Linked DNA regions of Callithrix jacchus: region 1 is linked to region 2. Evidence: chromatin contacts called from public Hi-C data. All regions are on one chromosome and are shown on one strand. The core of a region is the stretch at or near the end of the contact, and the rest is flanking DNA. Distances in the headings are between cores, read along the strand shown.

Region 1 (2,700 bases), core at 196-2,695, 140 kb after region 2:
ACCCAACTTTGCTAACATCAAATGCAAGCCCTTTCTCACTATGTTCTGCTGCAGTGCCCTTTCAGTCCCCACACACTGGTGAACACGAGCATGTAACCACATTTTTAAGACTAAGGCAGGCTTCATTTATTTCTTTTAGGCTTAGGTCAGCTCTTTTACTAATATAAATAAATCATCCAGCTTTCCCCCTTTTAACAAACAAAAGCAAGTGATACTTGAGCAAGTGTTATCCCCTGACACTATGGGCTGCTGAGGATCTTTTACCTCCAAAACCACCAGGGCAGGAATCTGGAAAATCATGTCCGTTGCTTTTCAAGTGCTCTGATTTGATACCCTTTTAAAATGTTCTTAAAAGAACTCACGGGCCAAACAGACCTAGAGTTTAATACCTAGTTTAGAAGGTATTTCTGAAGCCGAGGGTGGGGGTTGGGGCGGGGCAGGGAAGGGCAGTAATTGGTAAGATAACCAAATGTTAGGTAGTGGTGGAAGGCAAGGTTGGGTGGGAGGTGGGAAGAGGGGAGGCCAAATACACCCAGGAGATAGTCAGGACTTCCTGCAGTTCAGTTCGGTCTGGGTCTTGGTTTTTTTCTGCCTCGCGCTCTCTACTGAGTCCCCACACCTCTGAAGGTCTCCCTAAATGAGTTTCTCCCCATCTATAACTTTCGCGACCGTTACGAAGCGCACCAGTGTTCCTCTTTCGCTTCGCGCCTCTCCGGGACGGGAAGGGAAGGGCAGGGGCTAGGAACGTCATGACAGGATCCTTTCTGCCGCTGATGAAATCATCAGGCAAGTGCTACAGTGAAGTGGGAGCGAAGCCCGCGCTTTCCAAAGCCAGGCCAACATTATTAAGAGGGAAATTCTGCCTTAGCTGCCGGGAATCCCCAGGGGAATCTTTAGAAACCAGGGATATCCCCGCTGCTCTCCCGGCGGCCCGTTCAGAAACCGCTCAGAACTCAGTCCAGGGCAGGCATGGGAGGGCGAGGTGCGCCGGACGGGACGGCCCTGACTCCAGGGCGGCGGGAGCAGCGGGAGCGCCGGAGTCCCCACCCGCATCCTGCACCTGCCTGGCTCCCAAGACCTCCCAGTCCCCGGTCCACACCCGCGCCGGAGCGCGCCGGCTGGGGAGGGAAACCTGGCTCGCGCGGGCGGGCTGAGGTCGGGGTCGCCGCGCGCTGCAGGGAGAGGGCCCGGGCGCGCCCCTTGGGGCCTCGGCCGCGGTGGCCAGCCTGGCACAAGGGTCGGGGGGCTCCCCAGGCCTCTGGGGGGCGGGCGGGCGTACCTCGGATGTAGGCGCACTTGCCCTCGTCCAGCTGGCTAGAGGCCGAGCTGCCCATGGCCGCGAACCGCCTGTGCCGAGCGCGGTAACTGCCCAGCCGCGCCGGGAGGACTGGCCGATCTGGTCCGCGCCCGCTGCTCACTCCTGGAGGTTGATCGGACGGTGACCCTGGCTCTGAAAATAAGGGTAAACTTCCTCTGAGAGGCGAGAGGCAAGAGGCAAGAGGCGTCGCCTTCTTGGGCGCCTCCTCCAGGTCCGCGCCCTCTGAGGATCTGTGGGCCGGCCTGGGGGCTGTCTTCCCGCCCTCGCCGCACTAGAGAGCTCCGACCGCCTGCCCCACCGAGGAGGACGCCAGCTCCTCCTCCTCACCCACGGTCACTTCTCGTTTTCCTCCTTTTGGGGTATCCAAGAAACACCTTGGAGGAAGTGGACCATTTCTCAAGTGACTGTAAACCTCTGTGAGCTGGAACTTTCCCCGCTCACATCCCTCAAGGTGAAGCTCAAGATCACGTTGCCTTGTAAGTGCTCCTGTCCAAAAAGCAACTTCTCAAGTGTTACCTGGGAGTCTGTTAGAAATGCAAAATCTTGGCCGGGCGCGGTGGCTTGCGACTGTGTAATCCCAGCACTCTGGGAGGCTGAGGCGGGCAGATCACGAGGTCAGGAGTTCAATACCAGCCTTGCCAACATGGTGAAACCCTCTCTACTGAAAATACAAAAATTAGCTGGGCGTGGTGACAGGCGCCTGTAATCCCAGCTACTTGGGAGGCTGAGGTAGGAGAATCTCTTGAAGCCGGGAGGCGAAGGTTGCAGTTAGCTGAGATCGTGCCATTCACTCCAGCTTGGGTGACAAGAGCAAGACGCCATCTTCAAAAAAAATGAAAAAGAAAAAAAATGCAAAATCTCAGCATGCACATGCGTACGCACACACACACACAATTAGAAACTTTGGGAGTGGGGCCCACCAATCTGTTTTCACAAGCCCTCCAGGAAATTCTGATGCCCCCTTAAGTTTGAGAACCAGAGGTAAACTATATCTTTCTGCAAGCAAGAACTTAGACCAAGGAGCGAATGGGGAAATGAGGAAAAAGGAAAGAGAGAAAAAAAAAATGAAAAGACTTAGGGAAAAACTAAGGCTTGGCCCTGCAATATACTCCCAGCCCTGAAACTTCCTTAGACTTGATGAAAGTCTGATCTTACACCTTTACTTTCCATTCCTCTCCTTAACAAACTGGAAATCAATCCTTAGAAAAGATACTTGTTCTTTTCCCACAACCACTATTTAGCTTGGCAGCCTCTTGGAACAAGACCCACTTGGGCAGAGGGGTCACCACTGATTTTGTCCTATTCTTAGTAGTTTTTTGTGACTCCTATTGACTTAACCTCCAGGTCAAATGGTCTGGATACACTAGAACCAGGCCTGAGGA
Region 2 (2,700 bases), core at 70-2,569:
AGAAGTTGGGGATAGAACTGGGGGTGAGTTTGTACTTTATTACTCCTGTCCCAGGTATGTTCGTGGAAACCATGATCATCTATTACTCCACATCCTCAAAGCAGGGGCAGTGGGTTGTAATGATTCCACAAGGGAAGAGAAGGCCTGGCTGGTGTCTCCATTAATATTGTGACATGGTAGCCAAAGAAGTTCAGTAAACAGAACAGGAAAGATTATCCTCTCTGTTCTGCAATGGACATCCCAACATGGAAACCAGGATTTAGATGTCACTTCAAAGGGATCACAGATAAATCAGAGCATAATCACAGGCAGTGAGAAGAATGGTCAGGCCAAGTGAAGAATGGTCAAAGAGATGACGGTGTTTATATTGGAGATAATAACTTAGGGCAAATTATAACTCTATTCAAACAACCAAAGGCTGCCATGTGGAAGAAGGCTATGAATGAAACGGGTAGAACTGGAATGACCAGTGGTGAGAACTTTGGTCTAACATAAGAAAGCATGTTCTTGCTGTCAATAACTAAAATGGGCTATCCTGAGAGGCAGAAATCTTCCTGATAGTGCAGGTGTCTGAGTACTAGTGAGACTACCTGTTGTGGGAACCTGCTGAACACTGAATATGAAGTTGAACTAAATGCACTCACAATCTCTTGCAATCCTGAGGACCTAATATTTGAACAGCTTTCTATGTTTTTTCTTCCTTTCTTTCTGTTTGCTTAAAGAATGTGACACAGCTCCAGCAAGTTCATTACTATGTGTGTTACCATGATCAATATTACTTTTAGTATCAATGATTTGGTTGCTAGAGTTTCCTCTTGCTTGTGAGGCATCAAGATCAAGTCCGATATTTAGAGGCCACCCCCAGGCTCTGTGGGACTTTGATCTTCTGTTCCAAGGCGGTGTTTGGGGGAACCAGATATCATGGACTAGGTGCATGATAGTTTATCCTTAAACTCACCATTAACCAGCCTGTTGAGCTTAATTAAGTCACATTAGCTTTTACAGAATCAGTTCCTCCTCTGTACAATGGGGGCATATTCTAATTAATGCACAAGTTCTTGTCTGGATCAATACAACATATATGTGCAAGTTCCTATTATTAAAACTATTTTAATATACATTCATGCTGAAGTACATTTAAAACAATTTCATATGGTAGGTTTCTTTTTCTTAGAGTATTTCCTTTACATGAGGTTTTGATTTTTCAAAATCAATAAAATATTTGCGAGTTTAATGGATTTTACTATATTGCAACCTCTTTGAAGAAAGAGGCTGTGCCTTGCCTATTTTTACATCCCACACAAGGCTTATAGTGGACAGCCAATAAATGTTTGTCAAGTTCCATCTCTATGAAGGCTGAGATGCAGGGCCTATGAAGCTGGGGACCAGCAGTGGCCACTAGATGGCAGAAGAGGCACGGAAGTCACACTGGAGAAACGCGGATTGACAGTCACTGGACTTCGGAGAGGAAGGGGTGGGGAAAGATTAGAGCAAAGGAGAGAACGTGGTATTTTCCACTTCACAAAAGAAATAGGAGAAACAAGAGAAAAGAAACGAGAGAAACACATTCTCATTTTATGCTTCCCACAAACAAGACAATGGTTTTACCTTTAAGACTCGGAGCTTAACCTTCTCAATGGCAACTGCAGTTTTGGAGGCCTCTCCTTGGAGATGCGGGGAAAGCAGCTGCTCGAAAGTGAAGACTGCATTCTCCATTAGCTAGAAACCAGAGAGACACAGAAACAGACAACAGTCAGAGGCTGGGATCACCGCCCGCAGGCCTGGCTACGTGGACCTGGAGAGCAGCGGCCATCACAGAGGAGTCCTCTCGGCGGCTCCTCCAGGGGTGATCCAGGGCAACATCACCCCACCACCAGGGCTGTGAAACAAAAAGTTACATGGCCACAGTGGGAGCAGGAAGAAGTTGGAAAACCCCAAACCACGGGACTGAACAAGCATTCTGTCACCTCCGTGGGCACTTCTGTTCTTTGATACCTGCAGCCACTGATTAAGGGATGAGGCGGGAGCCTTCTTCAACTCGTTTTTGGCTGCGCCTCCACTTTTAAGTGGATGTAACCACTCTGCAGCACATCCCTTCCTCTCTCTGCAGTGCTGGGAAGAGGGGCAGGTCAGGGATGGCTGGGGACAGTGGCTGACACGCTCATGGGTCAGAAAGCAGAATTAGTTCAGGTATCTTATTCTCGGCACCTTTGCCTGTGTTCCCGTCACCAGAGTCCAGTATTTCGAAAGAGATTTCTGCTAAACTGTTGCCCAATTTTGTTCCTTGTTCCTCTTTAATTCCTTACAACTCAAGGGTTAGATAAAATGTATCATTTATCCTGCCCGTAATTTTTATGAAAAAAAAATGTTCCTTTCTTCCCCTGAGATCTCAAAGCATCCAATATATACTTTTTTTTTTTTTTTGAGACATAGTCTCGCTTTGTCGCCCAGGCTGGAGTGCAGTGGCACAATTTTGGTTCACTGTAACCTCTGCCTCCAGGGTTCAAGCAAATCTTTAGCCTCAGCCTCCGAGTAGCTGGGACTACAGGCACACACCACCATACCTGGCTAATTTTTTTGTATTTTTCGTAGACATGGGATTTCGCCACCCTGTCCAGGCTGGTCTTAAACTCCTGACTTCAAGTGATCCACCCTCCTCGGTCTCCCAAAATGCTGGGATTACAAGCGTGAGCCACTGTG

The links. A called contact is a pair of places that touch in the nucleus more often than the background predicts.
Region 1: a Hi-C map of skeletal muscle shows a contact between it and region 2, with 8 times the contacts expected there. The contact joins the promoter of NIBAN1 here to the enhancer-like site in region 2. A contact is called at or near these places in 3 of 3 Hi-C or Micro-C datasets (induced pluripotent stem cells and skeletal muscle).

Annotation. Positions count from the first base shown.
Region 1 is chr18:43,099,030-43,101,729 of calJac240_pri, forward strand. It overlaps NIBAN1 (niban apoptosis regulator 1), which reads right to left and starts at 1,446. Exons shown (of 14, transcript XM_035279523.3): 1 at 1,280-1,446. The coding sequence starts at 1,334.
Region 2 is chr18:42,959,207-42,961,906 of calJac240_pri, forward strand. NIBAN1 (niban apoptosis regulator 1) reads right to left here. Exons shown (of 14, transcript XM_035279523.3): 11 at 1,609-1,719. Among named protein-coding and RNA genes, the nearest start is that of EDEM3, 46 kb to the left of the region's middle. Within about 2 kb of position 1,320, at least 3 of the 16 cell types and tissues checked have an H3K27ac peak or open chromatin away from gene starts, as enhancers often do.